Linked DNA regions of Triticum aestivum: region 2 is linked to region 1. The links are chromatin contacts, called in public Hi-C maps. All regions are on one chromosome and are shown on one strand. The core of a region is the stretch at or near the end of the contact, and the rest is flanking DNA. Distances in the headings are between cores, read along the strand shown. Region 1 holds the start of LOC123100298 (50S ribosomal protein L18). Region 2 holds the start of LOC123098578 (patatin-like protein 2).

Region 1 (4,190 bases), core at 991-3,490:
GGCCGTCTCCGCGCCCGAGCTCGCGCAGCTGCTGCTCGCGGCCATGGCCGCCACCGCGTGTGCCCTCCGCTGCCAGGCCCGGTGAGCTCTGCCGCCGGCCATCCCCCAGCCTCCGTCTCTCCAGCCACTGCTCCGGGCGGCGGCTTGCACACAAGCCCCCCATGGCGCGCGCGGCGACCGCGTGCGGAGCCCCATGGCGTGCAGCGACGGCCACGGGCAGAGCCCTTTGGAGGCTGATTCCAGGGACTCGATTGCTTTTTTAAAATGTTTGTAAGGGCTAATCCGTAAAAAATCTATGGATGGGGCGCTGACATGTGGCCCCCACAAGTCAGTTAACAGTCAAATAAACGGTCAACCAAACGGTGCGTTTACTGGCGGGCCCAATCTGTCATAAACATGTTTAATTTTTTAATAAAGAGGATTTGGGGTTTTTTGAAACAACCAACCCCTGACTTGGTAGTTATCAGCGAAAAAAATAAATCCGGTAGTTTTTTGGAACCCTAACCTGTAAAGTAGTAGTTTTATGCTATTTACTCATCTCGCACAAAGCTTTGTCCGACACGCTGAAGTACGCTCAGATAAGATAAGAGACAATTCACATGAAAACCTATGTGCTGAATATTCGTCCAAAATCCTGTCAAAGCCAGCAAGAGACACGAGTACATGTCACTGAGTTCTCTATTCTAGAAAGTTCTCCAACCCCTCCCTGCCTTTATCGTCTCACTACTACACAATATTTGTGTGGTGAGGTGATGTTCTCTTGTTTACTTTACGCCCTCTTTTTCTAGTGAATCTTCTTTGTGGTTGAAAAGTTGCTGCCATATCTATATCTATCGAACAAATCTAAATACCGAATACCAGAGAGGGCCGGGCCCACGCACGTGTGGGGGCATGGGTGCTCATATCCTAGTGGCACTCGTCTAAAGCAAGCCATCTCTTTATTAATATTATCAATCTGGTTCATCTCATATTGTTTCGTTGAAAAATCTGGTGGCCATAATATTGTCAATTGTGCAGCATGTTTGAAAGCTCAATCCATTCCCATGCTGCCTTGGGATTTATTTATTTTTCTTTTTGCAAAAGCAGAATAATTGGGGGGTATATTCCACATCTAGCTGCTAGTGTAGACTACATTATATTCACATGCAATGATACAAAACATATATGCTATATATGTTTCAAACATTCCCTAAAAAATAGTAATTTTCAAACGTTTACGGACACCTTCAGTCCTTGATCCAAAAATTTACAAGACATGAACCATCCGAGACTATCTTCAGAAAATGAGAATGAAGGGATGTGTCGTAGGAGTGCCCGTACAAAATACATCTATTTCTTCCATAAGTAATTTCGGATGAAGAAACTATATTATATAAACTTTCAAACGTTGACGAGACACCATCGGTACTGGATCAAAAATTTCAGAAGAGACGAAACATCCGAGATTATCTTCACAAAACGAAGGGATGTGTCGTAGGAGTGGTAAAACAAAATATTATCCTCCACCGGCGTTTTCTTCTCGCGAGCGAGCAATCACAGGTGGAAGAACGAGAGGCCGTGAGAGTTTTCAACGCCCGCGTACGTGCAGCCATGAGCTCCGGGCGGGCCCACCTGCCAGAGGGGATGCATGGCTGTACCGTGGCACGAGGTCACGTCAGATGACCCATTGGTCGGCCCTTTCTGCATCTTTTTCCTCCTTTTTTACTTACTTTTATCTCTCTCGTGGGGAGAAGAAAAGAAAAGGGGGAGAGGGACGGGCGGAGAAAGTGACGAAAGGAAGGAGCACCGGGCTGCAATGCAAGCATCTGTGGAGAGAGGTCAGGTCAATCCGATCCGACGCAGGTGGGTCGAAAGTGATGCTGCGGACGGGAGGAAAAGAACAGGTGTCGATCACTCATCATAGCGGTCTGAATGAAAATGTTTTGTTTTCTTTATTGGAAGATTATTAAATGAAAGTGGGAGCGCAGATAAATCCAAGGCTTACGAGATAAGACCGGAGGAAACCGGCTAGATTTTTTTTGCTCCTCCGAAAGCAAAAGGTTTCGGCGGTTTCCGCTGGTTGGTGGCGTGATTAGCGGCTTCTCTCTCTCGTTTGCTTTTTTTTTAGACAAACTTCTCTCGTTTGCTGCGAAGAGACATGCAGCCACGGCCTGATGGGCTTTTCCATCCAATTCCAATTCCTGGGGCCCACGTAGTCTTACCGGACCTGGGCCTCGTGAACGTTGGCTGCTTGCTGTGTTTTCTCACGTGACTTGAGAGGAAAACCTCAAACAAAAAAAACGTGACTTGAGAGGATTGGATGAGGCGCGCCGCGTGCGGTGGCCGACGGCGAGAAGGCGCAAGCAAGCAAGCAGCGACACGCCCTCGCACTCGCGGCGGCGGATTCGTGGACAGCATCGCCAGACAGGGGCTCGCGGCGAGGCGGCCGGCGGTCTGCGGCATCCGTCGCCCGGCGCTCCGCGTCCTCCGCGGTGCGGCGCTGCAGCAGGACGGGAGCTCTGACGCAGCGACCAACATAGTGAGTTCGGTGTGAATCATTGGCTCCAGCTAGGCATATCTCTGTCTGATGGTTATTCCTCGTCTGTCTGATGCGTATTCGGAAAAACTCTCGAGTCTAGAATCGTGACCATATGAAACCCCGAACTCTGAGTTCAATGCATAGTCCAGTCAGTGTGCCTCGATTTTGTTCTGTTCATTGGTCAAATGCCATGTTTTGCACTGGCTTGTTTTTCTACTACTCCTTCGAGAGGCACTAGCTAACTCTGTCGGTGCTCATCAGAGGAAAATTCACAGGGTGTGAATCTTGTGGCCACCGGCTAGCGGGACGGAGCCGTGGCACCTTGCGCGCGACCTGTTCGACAAATTGCCCTGGCCGAGCTGGTCTCCTCGTGCTGTGGCAATGGCGTTGCTAGGCGCCACCCTCGGCCGGCCACCATTGTCGTGTCCCTCCACCCCCAGCTCGCTGCCATTCAGGCCTAACTGCTTCCAGTTCCCTCGTCCGTGCCACACAGGTGAGCCACACCGGCGGAATGCCTCCCGGCTTCTCTCCGTGCCTTTATCCACTGGCTCAGGCCTAGCTGCCAGTGTCATGTGCTGCTTCCTCTCTGTCTTTCTGCGCGCAGGCGTGGTGGCACACCGGCGCAGAGCGTACCCAAGGATCGAGGCCACGGCGAGGCACGGCGCGCGGAAGGAGAACGCCAAGGTCAGAAACCGCCGGCTGCAGAAAAAGGTACGCTTTTGTTTTGGTCACGTTTGGGTTTCAACCACCAGCAACAACAATTTGATGCTGCTATCGTTAGCTGCTAACAAGTGTGTTCTCTACCTGTCCCTGACTTCTTTGCTCGCCTGCTACAGTACAATGGCACGGCGACCAAGCCCAGGCTGTCAGTCTTCTGCTCCAACAGGCAGCTCTACGCCATGCTCGTCGACGACCACGGCAAGAAGATCCTCTTCTACGCCAGCACCCTGCAGGAAGACATCTGCGGCGACCCTCCATGCAGCACCGTGGTAATCCAGACCATCCTCCTTCGTCGTCGGTCCAACTCGCATTGCATTTGCATCTGAAACAAAAACTGCACGGTGCATCACCTGAATCTGAGCTGTTTGTTGTCGGCGAGCAGGAGGCCTCTCGGAGGGTCGGGGAGGAGCTGGTCAAGGCGTGCAAGGAGCTGGACATCTCCGAGGTCTCGTGCTACGACCGCAACGGCTTCGCTCGAGGGGAGAAGATGATGGCGTTCGAGGATCCGGTCGCGCAGCACGGGTTCCTGCCCAGATAGCAAAATTATGAGATCCTTGGGAGGCTTGCACCAGCTGCTCAACGTAGCAGGCTATTTGGTGAAGAGTAGGAGTGTAGCCTGCAGGAAGTTCTTTGCTCTGTGAATTGCTTGATGTATGATTCAGAGCATATAGCTCGGACTACTTGGTATTTCACAGCATGTTATTAAGCTAGACAATCATCACCGAGAATCATAAAATGCTTCTCCACTGTCATTTCAAATAAACAACTCTCCAAACAAAAAATCGAGAACACACAAAGGCTTTGCAAGCTATATCAGCATACCATTTTATTATTAGAGGGGGGACAGCCAATTCAACATTCATCACTGGGACTCCTTATATTACAGAGACTCAATTTCCCAGTGACCTACATTCTTCAGATTAGTTCATCTGGTGGACCAGATAGCAGTTAA
Region 2 (4,190 bases), core at 1,147-3,646, 280 kb before region 1:
TTTTGATACAACTGACATAGTTCCTTATGTATAAGGATTACTCCTACAGTACATGCATGTTCGTCACACACAAGGATTATTCCTAAAATGATGAATACCAAATTTTGCAGTATCGTCGCCTGGCGGTGGCGAGGAACGGCTGGGTTTCAGATGTCGCCCTGCGGAGTGACGCGGGGGCCAATGTGTATTTTTCTACTCCCTCCGTTCCTAAATATAAGTCTTTTTAGGGATTTCAAATGGACTACCACATACGGATGTATATAGACATATTTTAGAAAATAGATTCACTCATTTTGCTCCGTATATAGTCACTTGTTGAAATCTCTAGAAAGACCTATATTTAGAAACGGAGGAAGTAGGATCCAATATAGGCTGATAAATTTCATGTTGTACCCACAATAAATAGTTGGCTATTTATTTCATTCTCCCACTTTACAACTTCTTTGGGGACCTCTAAAATTCACATAAGTCTCTGAGCTTTGGCAGTTCAATATTTCCAGCCTACCATGGTTCGACCGTCTATTGACTTTTCCTAATTTGCCTTACACGTAATACGAGTTTAGCTATATACGTATATGCTACAGTATTAACTATCCAATGTTATTTACTGTGGGACGGTGACTCCCTTCTTCTGCAGCCTGGCCTTGCGCTCCTGCGACAGCATCCGTGCAAAACTGATTAGCTCCTCCTCATTGGTGCCTCTATTGTCATCAGGCACGGTCTTGCCCGTCTCCACGTTCACCCTGCACACGCTCCTCTTGAGCAGCGCCTTGCCGACCTCGACGAGCCTGTTGAGGTTCTCGGGCGTGGACACGTCGACGGAAGATGTGTCGCCCTTGAGCTCGTCGTCCTGGATGCGGAGGTAGCGCTTCTCGCAGCGCAGCGCCTGGAAGAGCACGGACGCCTGGATGTCGACGAGGTCGGCGCTGGCCTGGCTGAAGCTGTCGATGAGCGGCGTGGCGCCCTTGTTGTAGAGCCATCCGAGGATCCCCCACTTGCTGCACGCGGCGGCGTCGAACTTCTCCTCTACCTTGGCGGAGCCGGTGCCGAGGGAGAGCACCATGAACTTGCCGTAGTCGGCCGGCTTGATCGGGAAGAAGTCCTGGTTGCCCAGCAGGATCTGCTTGCTTACGTCCGTCATGGCCAACATTGTCTGCATGTATCCAATGTCAACATATCAAAATAGAGCACAGTACGTGGACGTCATAGAAATTCCATTGTATTCTTTGGAGTGTTTTTTAAGGGACTGAGACATAAACCAACTATCACTCACCGGATTGTTTGCGGCAACGCCTCCGTCGATGAGATTGAATGCCCGGGGCTTGCCATCCTTGTCCTTGGTCTCAAAGTGGTGGCCGGGGAGGTAAGTAGGCGCCGCCGACGTGCTGATGCAGACGTCGGACAGAAGAGCGTTCTTGGAGACGTCGTTCCGGGCCTGGATATTGCATGCCTCACGTAAGCACGACGCAGAGGAAATAACACGCAATTCACGTAGGAAATATCATGATGCACGTACGTCGTATCTGGAGAAGATGGTTGGCTGGAGCAGCTTGATGTCGAAGGTGGGGATGACTATGTTCTGCAGCGCCTCGCCGACCCGCGTCTCGCCGAGCAGCTCTTTGACGACGGAGTGGAGGTACTGGCCGTCGTACTTGGGCCCCCTCATGCTCCTGAGCAAGCCCAGAGGCCCTCCGTAGACGGCAGGGAAGATCTTTGGGCAGTGCTCCAGGTAGAAGTTGTTGATGTCCTTGGCGGCGAAGAGCGGGCGTCCTTTGGCGTCGGGCGCCGTGAGCATGGCCGTCACCAGGCCCCCGGTGCTGGTCCCGGCGATCACGTCGAAGTAATCCGCGATCCTCACGTCCGGCCCATCGAGCTCCTACAGAAAATAACAAGAAAGCCATTAGAACCGGTGCACCTGCAGTAACTAGCATGGGTGCAACGGGAGCAGAAGCTAATTGCTCACCTGGAGCTTCTCTTCGAGGAAGGCGAGGATGGTTCCGGGGATGATGCCGCGGACGCCGCCGCCGTCGATGCTGAGCACGGTGACGATGCTCCCGTAGGACGGCGGGGGCGACCTGGGCGTGAGGGCCGACGACGACGACAGCCGGGTGAGCGCGCGCTGCACGGGGTTCAGGGTGAGCGACCCCGACCCCGACCCGCCGCTGCTGAGCTCCGGGACGTGCACGGGCGACATGGCCGGTGCCCTCGAGCTTGAGCTAGGTACGTGCAGCCAGGAGAGCTGGTGAACCAAAGATTTTCTTTACAGAAGGCACGAACCTGTTTACAGGTGGGAGGTCGCTACCTTATCTGCTGCGCCCGTCTCTTGCTGCTAGCTGCTCTTGTGTGGCTCTGTGTTGTGTTGTGTTGTGTTGCGCTTTGTGAACTGTGGTTAGGCGGACCGGCGTGCGCCCGTATTTATAGCCGCCGGCCGGTTCGATCATGGAACGGACCGGGAGTTCCATGGGGCAGGTACGACCGTCGCATGCCATGCAGCTCTAACTGTTCCGAGGGAGGAAACGGAGACGAAGCATCAAGCATGGGCGCACCGCGAGTCAAAGGTACGTTGAAGTGATCCGCACCACACGTAATACTACACGGGACGGGAGGGGCATGACGGACCTGACCGCCGCACCGCACCGCGCGCCATTTCTTGCCTCTCCGATCCTTGAGTGGATGACCGCACCAAACATGGCACGCACGCACGAGAGCAATGTGCAAAACAATATTTTTACTCTGTCAGGTCAGGGTTTCTATCCCTTTTCCAGTAGAATTATTGTACGCCGTGAAACCGCGATAGCCGCCACTTTGCTGCTGCCTCTCGCTTTCTTCTTCTTCGTCCGGACACGCAACGTAGGCGAACGTGTACATGGTTCCTGCCAGCTTGTCCATTCCAGTGACCGATCCATCGATGCCACTTGCTGCTGACTTTCGCTTCGTTTGTTCAGCCGGATACGACCGCCATACATTGGTCTTGGTCACAACACAACCCTAGCTCGGTCATCAGTGGCTCGGTACACGGCTGTGGATGGAACGTACGTACGTACGTACGTGTAACGTATTTGACTTGAGGAGCGCTGAGAATTTTCTGCCCGCAAATGTGTGGAAACCGTCGTAAGGAGTTCCTTTCACAGAACGGAGACGAGCTACAGTTTACAGGTTGTTTTTATCTGCAACCACTTAGGAGAAACCTCTGAGTCTGTGAACATTATGATTTCTTTAAATGAAATCGGAGAGGAAGCTCTCTTTTATAAAAAAAAAAGAGAAGAAACCCCTGGGTATGGACCGAAACTAGGGATGCAAGCCGATCGTTTGCAAACAGAAAAATCAAACTACCACGGTTATTAAAATTAATAATGAAAAGTAATGTAATTTTTGCTAAGCAAACTTGACCAAGCGAGCTATAGGAGCAAATTAGCAGACACGGAGAGAGGTACAGAGCTGTAGCTATCGCGTGCTTCTCTATCTCTCATCTCTTCTTTCCCCGTGTACTATTTTGGGTTTTGACCGTTGACTTCTTTTCTTTTGCTAGTTCGTGACTTGGTGTCAGGCCTGCTCAGCTCAAATGTGCGCAAGTTTTTTCCTTTTCTTTTGGCAGCGCTGGGAAAGCGATTGTTTCTCGACATGTTTGCATGATCAATATTGTTCACACTTGGTTTATTAAATAGTACTGGTGAGAACCATTTCATTTTTAAAGCAGACAATATGCCATCTCTCGCAGTGCATGACGATCATTTCATTGAATTGCCAAAGTTGAAAATAAAAATATCAAACGATGGTAAACCGAGATGAAGAAGTTTCAGCATGCGGTATGTCCATTGGTTACTTTCAGCAAAAGCAAAGATTGATTAGTAAAAGGTTGTCACAGCCCTAGATTATAGCAATGTAATAAATGCAATAGAGAGCATAGCATGTCAATGAAATATGAAATGAGGATTAACTCAAACTCATGTCTTTCTAAAGGGCTAAACCCTAAAATTGCTCAATAAACCAAAATGCCATTCTAAAACCCTTAGTACACTGGCAATAGCTTCATAGATGTGTGATATGGATCCCCGCAATCTTTACAAGGGTTTCAAGAATGGTACTCCCTCCGTTTTGTATAAAAGGTCACTTCATATTTTTATGTCTAACTTTGAACATTAATTTTACCAACAAGATGTGAGTTATATGCCATAAAAAGCATGCCCTTC

The links. Hi-C and Micro-C count contacts between places; a contact is called where the count stands out from the background.
Region 2: a Hi-C map of leaf shows a contact between it and region 1, with 5 times the contacts expected there. The contact joins the promoter of LOC123098578 here to the promoter of LOC123100298 in region 1. A contact is called at or near these places in 2 of 5 Hi-C or Micro-C datasets (both in leaf).

The regions. Positions count from the first base shown.
Region 1 is chr4D:455,963,168-455,967,357 of IWGSC CS RefSeq v2.1, reverse strand. LOC123100298 (50S ribosomal protein L18) reads left to right here and starts at 2,240. Exons shown (of 5, transcript XM_044522241.1): 1 at 2,240-2,518; 2 at 2,780-3,011; 3 at 3,123-3,229; 4 at 3,355-3,507; 5 at 3,621-3,997. The coding sequence starts at 2,900. The coding sequence ends at 3,776.
Region 2 is chr4D:456,244,315-456,248,504 of IWGSC CS RefSeq v2.1, reverse strand. It overlaps LOC123098578 (patatin-like protein 2), which reads right to left and starts at 2,396. Exons shown (of 4, transcript XM_044520613.1): 1 at 1,964-2,396; 2 at 1,517-1,876; 3 at 1,274-1,435; 4 at 359-1,153. The coding sequence starts at 2,194. The coding sequence ends at 605.